Linked DNA regions of Capsicum annuum: region 1 is linked to region 2. The links are chromatin contacts, called in public Hi-C maps. All regions are on one chromosome and are shown on one strand. The core of a region is the stretch at or near the end of the contact, and the rest is flanking DNA. Distances in the headings are between cores, read along the strand shown. Region 1 holds the start of LOC107843341. Region 2 overlaps LOC107855572 (a long non-coding RNA gene).

The links. Hi-C and Micro-C count contacts between places; a contact is called where the count stands out from the background.
Region 1: a contact with region 2 is called in a Hi-C map of leaf, with 1.6 times the contacts expected there. The contact joins the promoter of LOC107843341 here to the enhancer-like site in region 2. A contact is called at or near these places in 2 of 5 Hi-C or Micro-C datasets (leaf and placenta).

What each region holds. Positions count from the first base shown.
Region 1 is chr10:172,320,971-172,327,577 of UCD10Xv1.1, forward strand. It overlaps LOC107843341, which reads left to right and starts at 2,767. Exons shown (of 1, transcript XM_016687580.2): 1 at 2,767-5,313. The coding sequence starts at 3,648. The coding sequence ends at 5,153.
Region 2 is chr10:172,251,501-172,258,113 of UCD10Xv1.1, forward strand. LOC107855572 (a long non-coding RNA gene) reads right to left here. Exons shown (of 3, transcript XR_001670289.2): 2 at 4,883-6,613; 3 at 3,677-4,072. It also overlaps the pseudogene LOC107855570. Among protein-coding and RNA genes, the nearest start is that of LOC107855572, 4.2 kb to the right of the region's middle. Within about 2 kb of position 3,126, at least 1 of the 5 cell types and tissues checked has an H3K27ac peak or open chromatin away from gene starts, as enhancers often do. A contact at or near this core is called in leaf, where this site is marked.

The DNA.
Region 1 (6,607 bases), core at 1,517-4,016, 69 kb after region 2:
TATGATAAAGTAATAATTTTATTAAGTTGTTGTCATTTATCAATCTTTGTCATTGCTAATAAAAGTTATTGGTATTCTTTACTCTCTTTTAATTACAACAATAACATACTCAGTGTATTTCCATTAAATTGGGTCTAGGGGTAAAGTGTATGCAGTTCATACCACTACCTTAGATGAAGTAGAGAGGTTGTTTCCAATAAACCCCCAGCTCAGGATAGATAATAGTATAACAAACAAAAAACATAAAAGCAAACAACAAAAAGGAATATCACACCGCTATATAATAAAGGGAACAAGACACCCACAAATAAATACTATAAAGTAGTTATTCAAAATCATAGACATCACTAAAATATTACGAACAAGAGGCTGAGGCTAGGAGGGAATTATTATATAATGAACCCGGTGCAAGCACAGTCGCAGATACAAATAAAGCACTCATCCCTACTATTACAGACATACTTCTACCTACCAACTCTCTACCCTAATCTGCATCCTCCACATCTACCTATCAAGGTTCATGTCCTCTGAAAGTTGTTGCCGTTTCATGTCATGCCTAATCACCTTCCTCTAATATTTCTTTGACCTACCACTATCCCATCAAGAATCTTTCATCGCTAGCCTCTCAAACCTCCGTACTAGAGAATCTGTGTCCTTCTTCATCACATGCTTGAACCATCGCAACCTCACTTCCCGCATCTCGTCCTCCACTAAATCCACTCTCATCATCTTCCGAATAATCTCATTTTTAATTATATTCCTCCTAATAAGTCCACATATCCATAGCAACATCCTCATCTCCGCCACCTTCCAACTTTTTTATGTGAGAGTTCTTAACTGGCCAGTACTTTACTCCTGTAAGACCCTGCAAAATTCTAAGATTAACTCAGTCCGTTAAAGCATGAAAAGAGGTCGCAGACTTAGAAATTTCAGCCAAGTATTTACACTTAGAATTTATTCTAGCTTTCATAAGTTGAAAATCTTATTTCACAACTTTCCCGACCTTTAAATATCGATCTTTAAGTTGATTCATGATCAGTATGTCAATAGGGGTTTCCAAACAAGTTTCAAATTTTTCGAACCTCATTTAGACCTTTTTTGGAATCCCAAAATAGTGAGTCGACACAATGTTGGCACGTCGTATCGCCAATCGCGTCGATAGATAAAATGTTCCTCATCTTAAGGCAAATTCAAGTGAGCCAACGCGATATCGGTGCATCATCGGATATCACGTTGGTAGGTACCCTTGACGCGTCGTGTAGTCTATAGCGTCGCTGGGCACATTTTCAATCTTTTAAACCCGCGTTCAGAGGGGTATTAGGGTCATTTTTCTACCCCTATTTAGCCTAAAAACATGGGATTCATCCCTAATTCAATGATGTTGAAAAGACAAGGTTCCTTGTTTTAAGGAAAAGTGGTTGTCAAGTCTTGAAAAGGTGATGTTGGTAAGTTTTCTCAGAAACAATTTTTGACTTTGTTTTTATAACCCTTTTGGATCTAGTAATCTTTAGAGAAGTTAAGACGTAGGATGAAGAGAAGTTTAAGATGAACACAACATCAACACCTTCAAGAACATAACAACAATACACCACAATAATCACTCCAACGTCCCAACACAAGACAAACTGACGGCCACTTCAAGTAACTTTAGATTTAGACACTTTTTTGTGTTGATGAGGAAGAAACCAACACAAGAAACAAACTAAACAAGTAAAATCTTTTGTAGATCTACAACCAATTTCCGACAAAAATGTTCAAGAAAACACTTTTTGGTAAGAGCTTCCCAAGATTGATTTTGTAAGAACAAAACCTAGCCTTGAGCTTTGATACCAAGTGATACAAGATTAAGTGTGTATCAAGAACAACAAATAACAACAATGTTAGTGAATCGAAAGAGCCTCACACGACTTCACTAGACTTTTAGATTCAACAAGGCAATGTTAACAAGATTTACCAAAAAAGAGATAGAAGCTTGACATATAATATTCATTGATCTAAGAACCCTAACAAGAGAAAGGACCCTAAGACTAATGAATATCAATACCAAGTTCTTACTTGGACCAAGAGGAACTCAAAGCACCCCAAGAACCTAGTTTCTAGCCAAGATACAACACTAGTATAACTCTATTAGTGAGAATCGATTTTGAGCCGCTCCAAATGAGAAAGAGAAGTCAAAATATTACAAGTCTTGTTGTCTTCTATGATATGAGTCAACTAAAAAAAGACTAGCCCTATTACATGGCTTATATAGTCAATTCAAAGGAGGACAAAGACCAAAATATCCTTGGCATTTAAGTGGGTAGGTTTGGGGTGTCTTGGTGGGCCTCTTCACACTTTAATAAGTATAGGCCTTTAGATGGGCTCACAAGGGCCTCACACACGGCCAAGGATGTGAACAAGACTTGGAGTCATTGCAACTCACGTGCTTGGCTTCGTGTGAAAGATCTCGAGCTAGAAATTTCCGTATCACTTATTCCATCACTATGATATAAATGGTAAGATAAGTTATCTCGGAATTAATTAATACCTGCAATCAAACATGAGATAAAATAATTTTTCATTTTATCCAAGATTACTTATTTCTTATATCTCACACCAAACGACCGAGTATAGTCCGAACATTTCAACACTTCGTTTCTGACATGCTATAGTTTGTGTAAAAAAAAATTTAAAAAATAAAAAAGCGTAGAAAACATCAAATGGTACAAGCAACTCACTAAACACCAACCCTAATTAATACTTATCAAAACAAAAAACTACCAAAACAAAAAATGCTTATCAAAATCCTCGTTACTCTCAGCCTTAACCGCCCCCACCCCACACTTTTTTAATTATCTGTCCAAAAAAGCACCGTCACCGTTTTCACTAACGGTGACAACTGTTGTTCTCTTGTATCATCATTCACGGTGTTATTTAGTACAGCCTATTTCTGTTTACCCCACACAAACAAACGCCTTCCTATAATTTTTCTGTGTGTCCACCTTTTAATTGTCCTCCTCAATATTTCTTGTGTGTTTCTTGACTTGTTCACTATTTTTTTTCTCTTTTGTTCTTCATTTTCACATGTGTATTAAGTAAAAGAAATCCTCAAATTAATAGAAAAAAATTGAAGGATGAGGATGGTAAGGGCCATTGATTGTTCAGAGTGTCCTAGTGTCTGTGGGTTCTTGGTTGTTGAAGCTTATCCTAAAAGGTACTCTTCCAAGATCCCTTCTGATTTAGTCCTTTTTTTGGGTCTTGGTTTCATTGATTGGTAATCCAATTATACATTCAATAAATACACAAGTTATATTATATAGTGGAAAAAAAAATAAAGAGTTTTTATGTATGATTTTGGTGAATAAAGATTATGGGTTTTTCAAGATTCTTTGGGGGTCTAGTTTTTCTTGATTTTTCTTCTGACTTTTGACTATTTTGGTATTTGGGTTTTTGAGGGTTTTTGTAGTTATGTGATGAATAAGTAAAAAAGGGTTTTGATGGTGGTGTGAATGTTGTTGTTTTTGTTGTTGTTGGGAGTAGGAAAATGGATGTGTTGTTTTTTGTAAAGATTGATTTTTTTCCAAGAAAGTTGTTGCTTTGGGTAATTAAGAATTGGAGCTAGCATTTAGCAAATAGAGTTGTTTCCTAAGGGAGATAAAATTTGTGAAATGGTAGATACACTTCTTACAACATTGTCAATGGAGAATCATCATCACCCTTTAACACTCTTGTCAATGGATTCAAGTGCTTCTTCTTCACATGAGGAATTAGACCTTGAGATGAATCGCCAAGTTGTTATAACGCGTCCCCCTGATATTAATTTGCCCTTATCAGCTGAGCGTAGCTCGCCTCCTCAACCGTGGAATGATATTCTTGATGTTGGGCTAGGGACACAGATCTATGAGAGTGAAACTTTTCTTAGTGTGCCTAAAGTAGGGAGGAAATGTGTAAAGCGTGTAGATAGTATCTGGGGCGCGTGGTTTTTCTTTAGTTTCTACTTTAAGCCTGTTTTAAGTGAGAAATCTAAGGCTAAGATGATCCGCGATAGTAATGGAATCTCGGGGTTTGATAAATCTGATCTCCAACTCGATGTTTTTATGGTTCAACATGATATGGAGAATATGTATATGTGGGTGTTCAAGGATAGACCTGAGAATGCATTGGGTAAGATGCAGCTACGGAGTTACATGAATGGCCATTCTCGACAAGGAGAACGTCCATTTCCCTTTAGCGCTGATAGGGGTTTCATTCGATCACATAGGATGCAAAGGAAGCATTACAGAGGCTTATCGAATCCTCAATGTGTTCATGGGATTGAGGTTGTGTCATCTCCCAATCTCATGGTTCTTGATGAAGAGGAGCGCAAAAGATGGAAGGAACTCACTGGTAGGGATGTGAACTTCACTATCCCACCGGAAGCTAGTGATTTCAGTTCATGGAGAAACCTCCCCAACACCGAATTTGAGCTTGAGAGGCCACCTCCGCCAATAAAGAGTAATCCACATTCCAACTCAAAGAAACTGCTTAATGGTTCAGGACTTAATTTGTCAACTCAGCCATCCAATCATACCAATGGAGATGCAATGGATCTATTACCTGTCAACGGCAAAAGGAAAAAGGACTTCTTCTCAAATGGAACTGAAGAGGATTGTCATCTGCAAGTCAATCCTCCTTCCTTGCAAATTCCGGACCTTGAAATTCACTCAAATGAACGACATTGGTTAAATGAATTTAGTGGGGTGATGAGGGATACTTATGGTCCTGTTACAGCTGCGAAAAGTATATATGAAGATGAAGAAGGTTATTTGATCGTAATCAGCTTGCCCTTTGTTGATCTTCAAAGAGTGAAAGTTTCATGGCGGAACATGGTCACACGTGGGATAATCAAGGTGTCTTGTTTGAGCACATCTCGGAACCCATTCATCAAGAGATTCAATAGGACTTTCAAGCTTCAAGTTTCATCCTCAGAACACTGCCTTCCAGGAGAGTTCGTCAGAGAAATTCCTCTTCCAACCAGAATTCCTGAAGATGCTAAAATTGAAGCATATTATGATGAAACAGGGACGGGGCTCGAGATCATGGTGCCAAAAGTTCGCGAGGGGCCAGAAGAAGAACACGAAGTTCGGGTTTGTCTCCGTCCTCACCTTGTAGGAAATGACCTCATGTTGACCTAGACAGACGCATACTGGGGGAATGCATGGGTGGTTGTTAGGGCTGGTGCTTCGTTCAGCACTTTGTATTATCTATGTAGTGTGGTTTTATGAAAAACACTAAATGTTGTGGTTGGCAGTTGTCATCTTAACTAGTTTTTATTGCAAGTGTTTTTCTGTGAAATTTCACCCGTTGGTTTATTAGCATAGTCATTGATATCGTGTTCATCTGTTAATTTCATAGCTTTTCATGCTTAACATAGCAATTCGGTTAGCTAACATAAAGAAGTATCTGGTTTTATGACTTCTTTTTATTGTGAAAGTTTGGGTTTCTTGGGATGGTTGATCCTCTACTTTAGTCCGAGATCTCGGTTTGAGCCCATTTTAATGGGCCTTAAGTGACAATCTCTCGGTTTGAGCCCATTTTAATGTGCCTTAAGTGACACGAATTCGGATCAATCTTGAAGTGTGCAATAGAAAGGACAAAAATGAGTTAGCAAAGTTGGAAGTGTGCAATTGATTGACTATTGAATGTGATTGTGCTCTATATGAATCTATTGTATTGTGAATTTTCCAAATCAAACCAAGGCCACAGAAACAGAGAGGTAAATAAGGCTGCCACACAACATATATCCTCGAGGCATATGCATCTAACCTGCAAGCTATTGATATTTTCATTCCTTAGCCCTATTTGTTTTCATTGTAGTATCTATTCTTTAGCATCAACTTATCAAGAAGGCAATTTTTACCAAACCACCTCCTATTCCAAGCCAAAAATAACCTCACTTGGCAGTATGGGCAAAAACAGAAGGAAGTTTTTGCCTATCTGTCTGAGCTTTGATAGATAGGTAGAGTTATCTGGCACTTGTATTGGAGGGAGGTAGAAGGTGCCATGCGAAAATTAGTTGAGGGTGGACAACAGATGATAAGAAACAAAAACTAAAAAAAACTCACTTGAACACTTTAAAAGAAACTATGTTCTGCGTTAAGGACCACAAGTCCACATCGTGAGAGTCTCGAGATGTGCCATGCAAATTTAAGGGACTTGGTATAGATGAAACATGTGGTGTGGACTTTGCGCTTTCTTTTAGAAAAATGCATATTTTACCTAACTAATAGTATTTCAAAAAATCTTGAAAATAATTTGGAGAATTAATATAATGTGGACAATAGTTCAGTACATTTCTTATCCTTTCTTGCAAATTGCTAATGGGAAGTACGAGGTTACACTTTTTGAGGTCAAGATTGGCAGGTGCTTAATCCCAATTTTTATTTTAAAGTCTTCCACCCAAAATTTACATCGCATAGGGAGGCAACTATCTTCGCCTTGCGTTATCGTGTTACTATCTTTGACTTCAACTTCTCTTGGGTTACTCTTAAACTTACGTGTTCAAGAAGACAATTTTCAGTAAACTACTACTTCCTCTCAACTTTCAACGACACCAAATCCATCAACCACTAACCTAAAAAATATTGAC
Region 2 (6,613 bases), core at 1,876-4,375:
TAATCCCTCTCAAATCCTCAAGCAACTCTTTAATTCCCCCAAACCTGTCAAACACAGTGGCATAGCATGAAAAGCACAAAGGGACTAACAAGAATATCATGATATGATTACAAACACAAAATGATACAACAACGATAGAACACACAAAACACCAAGTAATTCCTGTAGACATGTTTTCTAGCATCATCACATAAGGTATTAAAATTATGTCGTCAGAAAAATTACTAGTTGAAGATGGCAAACAATAATAGGAAAAATCAAAAAATACCGAATGTCAGACGCGAATTGCCACAGAAAAATTTAGACCAAAACTCCGAAGGTAGAAATGCAACTCAGAATAAGAAAATTAAGTAACTTCGTTCAGTATGAGAAAAATAGTGAGCCAAGAGTATAGAGAATATAAATTTAAAAGAAGAGAGGGAGTGTAGATTATAAGTTCTATATTCTTAAGAGGAGAGGGAATATCAATATCTGTCCAAAAATGTGAAGGAAAGTCCTCCTTTTATAGAAAATAGAAAATCAATAAATAAGGAACGAAAATAAGTTAAGAGATAATCAGGGCAATCTCATTCCTTAATTAATGTAATCAAATCATAACTAAAATAATTAGATCACATTTTTCTATAAATAAAAAAATAGAAAAGTATATGTGTTGAGTTAAAAAAAAGCAAATAAATAAAAAATAAAACATTAACAACTAGTAGTTACCATATATAATTGGATACTAGCAGAATCACAATTAAAAATATAATCAAAGTTTATCACCATACTGAAATTATTTCAACAAGTAAACACTATCAAAAATTAGTCGAATCAATTTGAAAGTGTGTGAATATAATTGAGTAATTATCCAAAATTAAGCTCCGCCCAAATAACCAAATTGATTAACGGCCAATTATATTAAGACACCAATTAATCACAACTTTGTCGAATAACAGCGGGATAATAATTGCAGACAATAAAATTGCAACACACCAGTCAGAACAATCAATGTTTTTCGGAGATTGAACAAACTTAGTATCTAATTCGAAAGTTAAACATCAGATTCGTTGATTCACATCATATTATTGATTCATCAAACTTCGTACAGAAAAATGATAAAGCAGGGTAAAAGAAAGTTTTATTATGGTGAGACCAAACTCATTAAATAAGCGCCTACGTATCCATAGGGGAATCAGGTCGATCGTAGTTCAAATTACATAAGCATGGAAAACATAAAAGGAAACTGCAAATTGTAAAACATGAAGGAATTTTAAACGTTTAGACGTTGAGAGTAGAATCAATATGATCTTCTTCACCAATGTCAACAAGTGTCAGTCAAGCTTGAGAAATCAATCAGCATCAAGAGTTGACCCCGTCACGTTTATCACTTTGGTATCAATCAGCTTTTGAATCATGTTCTTTAAGGCAAAAAATGCCCTGGTAGGATGTCCTCTCATCCCAGAATGATAGGCACAAATTTGGTCAGGGCAATACCGCCTAGACTTAGTATCAGCAGGTACAGCAGCAATGGGTGTAATGTAACCCATTTTTTTGAGTCGTTCATACACTTGATCAATGGGTTCACCTAGAGGAGTGTATTATTTTGGTGGATTTTTTTGGAGCTCATGTTGAGGTTTAGTGGATTGGACAGATTGTTGATTTGTTGGTGGATTTTAGTAAGACATTGGAAGGTAGTGTGATATTGGTGCAACAAACAGATATGGGAACCAAAAGGTCTGTGGAGGTGGTGTTGTAAAGGATTGGGGATAATAGGCTTGGACGTAATTAGATGTTGGAATGATTTTCGGAGATGGGTACCATATTAGTTGAGGTTGGGGTATGCTTACTTCAAGTTTTATGGGTTTTGATGTCTCATCGACGATCGTCTTTCCCCTATTTAAATTGGTCTCGACTGAATCAGTCTCAACTATGAGCTTTCTCTTTAGCTTGTTGTCAAATTGCCTAATAAAGTCAATTGTCAAATGGTCCCAAGAGATCCACTTACTAGTATCTTTTTTGGCGTACCACATCAATGTAGGACCAGTAAGTGAACTGACGAAGATCTTCTTCTTGAGACCATCGCTTTGTCCTATAACTTCTAGTTCGTCAATGTATGCCTTCAAATAGGAATGAGGGTTTCCTGGCCCATCATATAATGGAAAGTTCAAGTACTCAATTATATCCCTATCTTTAGGGGTGTTCATGGGTCGTTTTGGATCGGTTAGTGGTTAAAACCATAACCAAAACCAATTTAGTTGATTTTTAAATTTCTAAAACCTCACCACAGAAAGAAAATAACCATCGGTTTGGTTTGGTTTTTCGGTTTTTTGGTTATTGACTAGTCTACTCCAACCATCTCTAGAATAAAACCAGGGTGATAGGATGACCAAAAGGTTAATAATAACATTTTTGTTTGTACTTTAGACTGAAGAAAGATTTGAAAAATACTCCATGACAAGTTCATTTTGATGTTTGATTTAAGTAAGCAATGTCATTCTAATCAATGTCCAAATTGTAGCTCTACTCAAAGTAATCAAATATTTAAAAAGTGTCAGAAGCACAAACACAAGAAGAGGAGCAAAAGCTTAAAACAGATACTACCTGCAGCTCAAGAAATAAAAGTCCTGGATGAAGGATCTTAAACTCAAACCATTATCTTTGAAGATCTTATAAACACACTCTCAACAACCTTACTCATACTTGAAATGGTTTCCAGTGTAGCCGGGTAAATCTCATCTCACTTAGGACCCTCAAAAATTACAAGGCATCCAGCACCCTGATCTAGTGTCCCTGGAAACTTCTTATCTAATATCATTTGATATAACTTTTTCACAACATGGTCAGCTAGAACCTCAATCAACTCAGCAATATTAGCAATATCGACCCTTGAGAAAGGCTCGATCAACCTGCAGAGATTCTACTCTCTTGAAGTGTCGTAGACTGAAGAGAGGTGGCACTGGACAATAGGATCTTCATTAGATGAGACTTAAAGTTGCGAAAACCAATCTCAAAGAGTTTCAAAGATCGCCCGGAGTAAGCATCGGCAACATCTTTCATAGCATCAAGTTCTAGCTGCAGATGTTCTAATCCACGCGAAGATATTATTCCTACAACATCATCAGCCTGGCTGACCATGATTCTGCATAGCAACATATACTTGAGACTGTATATGGCTTTGGCTTTGTCCTTGGCACCAGGATCTTTCTTTGATGAAGTATCCTTGGGATCACGAGAAAGGGCATTAAATGTCTCAAATGCCTCATAGAAATAGCTATAAGTAACTTTATAATCTTTTTCTTCTGCATGAAGTCTCCCACTCTGCAAATCAATTTCACTTTGCTTATCTGGAAGGATATATAAAGCATTAGCTGTTGTTCGAGCAGCTGTAAGTACAGCCTTAGCTTTGGCAAGATTCCTCAAAGAAAAATGAAGCTTGCTCTCCAGTAAGTCAATCTAAATAAGAAGCAGCTTGTCATCCAACTGGTAACTGAAAGTTAGGAAACTTTCGGTTATCAGCAATTATTGAGTATATTACATCAAACCAGTTCAAGGGCACAAAGATATGGAACATAGAAGAACAACAAAAAATGAACCACAGCAGTAAGTACCCAAAAGCTACAAAACAAGTCAAATACAGTAAGGAACTCAACAAAAAAAACCATTTCAGCACAGTGGATTTACTCAGATCATATCAAAAGAACCATAACAAGAACGAAACCAGAATCAGCATTCATACTAATCGATGTATCACATCACCAAAACTATTATACCAGTATTTACAGAACATGATAAGATCCTTGAAAAAACATCTACTGATAAACATTCCAGGCACAAACAAAAAATGCTAGTTAGGTACCTAAAGGCTAAAACCATACACGGGAAACCAAAAAGAGATTTTTCATTAATCAATATTGCGTTCAGCTTAAGCTCGTTCTCCACAAATACGCCTTGCAAGTTGGATATCCTTGGGCATTATGGTGACTCTCTTAGCATGGATGGCACACAAGTTGTCCTCAAAGAAACCAACTAAATACGCTTCAACAGCTTCTTAGAGCGCAAGCACAGCATGACTTTGAAACCTTCGATCTTTCTGTTTCATAACCACAAAGAAAGAAATGTTACTATCAATCAAACTAACTATTATTTCAAGCAAACAAAAAGATACACCCTTTGTTTCATCTTCTGTAAGGGTTATTCACCTGGCACCAATTATCTATAAGGACATTGAATAATAAAGCAGTGTTAAAAGAGAGTACACACATCATACGAAAGTTAAAGTGTGAATAATCTAGTGAATTTATATACTTGAAAATTGTATAGAGAAATAATGGTATGCAACAATTTTTTTAACGCACAAAATAGTGTCAGATAGTTTGAAAACATCCAAATAGATATGATAACATCAATTAGAATAAGGAAACAAATAAATGATACTCTAATTATCACAAGTTTCACATTTACCATAACTGATTGGCAAGATAACCTGAAACAAAAGAACACCTGAATCCAAAATCCAAAAAACTAGCACCTAAATTGCTATCACTTTTAAGCAAAACAACAGCTGAATTCCAGTAAAAACTTTAGCTAAAATCATCCAAAAATTGTAGTCACTTTTCAGCAAAAAATAGCAACTAAATTTCAGAAAAACGACCAGCTAACTTCCACCATATTCTTTAGCTTGAGCTCCAAACTAAGCAATGCTTAAAGTAGAGTCTGAATATTCAGAAAAAAAAATTATCATATTCTCATTAAATGTCCATGAACATGAATATGATCTAACTTTTTTTCTAAAAAAAGAGACAATGAGGAGATAAGTAAAGATTTTTATTATGGGGTCAAATTTAAAGATCAAAAAATTAGAAACGGGAAGAAGAAATCAGTAAGTTGTAGAAGTTAGTACCTTTTTCAATTGTTTCAAGATTTTGAATTTCTTCTAAAAGATCTTCAAGCTTGCACTCTTTAGATGTTTAACATAATCATTGTTGACCACAAATAAGAGCGTCCGCAGTATTTGCTAACAAAGAACTCCGATAACAATCAAGAACTCGACCACTGGTGCCAAAAACTGATTCTAAAGCAACAGTAGATGTAGGAATAGCAAGCACATCCCTTTCAATTCGAGAGACAATTGGATATCTTTCTGATGAAGCTTTCCACCGATTCAAAATGTTGAAATCCTTAATTTTTTCCCTCATCACCCTTCAAATACTTTTCAAGATCAGATTTATCATCAACATTAGACTCTTTTTCAAGGTATTTCTCCCATTGTGATTGCCACACATCAGAACTACCAACTGCATCAATTTCACTAATCACACTAGTTTGATCTCCAATATTTTCACAAGAAATTCCATAAATAGAACTCTTGTAATAAGCATACAAGCTGGTTAAAGTATCTTGTACTTTATCACACTTTTTACATCCCTCCACTAGATTATAATATTTCGTAAAAAGAAACTCAAAATACTTCATTTTGTAGCGAGGATCCAACACAACAGCAACAAACAACAACATATTCGTATCACTAAAATCACCCCAATATTTATCAAACTTCACTTTCATCTTCTTATCCATATCAGTTAAAATAGAATCACCACTCTTTGAATAGTTAACAATTATGCTCTAAAGATTAAAAAGTTCATGAAAGAAAGTATTTATAGTAACTTGCAAAGGACTGGAAAACTTCAAAGTGGTTTGATAGAAAATCTCCAAAAACTTGAGAAAGACATTCACATCTTTCCAATCTTTCGAAGATGGATGTTCTATCTTTCCATTCAAGTCAAGACAATATTTCAAGTACTTATGATCATCAACATACATTCTTGAAAATGCCTTTTCAAATTTGGCAGTAGTATTAAACATCAAATATGTAAAGTTCCACCTTATTTCAACATTTAAACTCAAAAGTCCATTGGTGTCAAGTTTAACCTTCTCAACATATGACTTGAAAGAAGCAGTTATTGCACAAGAAGATTTAACATATTTCACAACATTTCTTACCCGAGAAATGGACTTATTTTTCTCACTCAATCCTTCTTTTATAATCAAGTTTAGGATGTGAGCATTGCACCGAACATGTAGAAAAATATTTTTCATGATAACACCTTTTCAATCACAAATTTTTCCTTTCAAGTGTGTGATTGCTGCATCATTAGCCGATGCATTATCAAGTGTCACTGTAAATAGATTTTTAATTCCCCAATCTGACAAACAAGATTCAATAGCAAACGCAATAGTGTGATCTGGAACTTGAAAAAAAATTTCAAAAAAATTGTAACTTCCAGTCATTGTCAATCCAATGGGCAGTGATGACCACATACGTAAAATTTTGAAGTGAAGTCCACGTATCACTAGTAATACAAACACGATGTCCTTTAATAACCCTTTTAAGCTTTGGTTTCTCTTCTTGATAAATTCTTAAACACTGTCGAGCAACTGTAATACGAGAAGGCAAATTATAATTAGGCAAAATAAGCGACATTAATCTCTTAAAGCCTTCGCCCTCAATGACTCTAAAAGGTTGTTCATCAATTATAATAAACTCAGCAATAGCTCTCCTAACTTCAGCGACATTATAAATAACCTTCTCCAAACTTGGTTGCCCCCCTCCTTTAATTATTTTGAGAGTTGT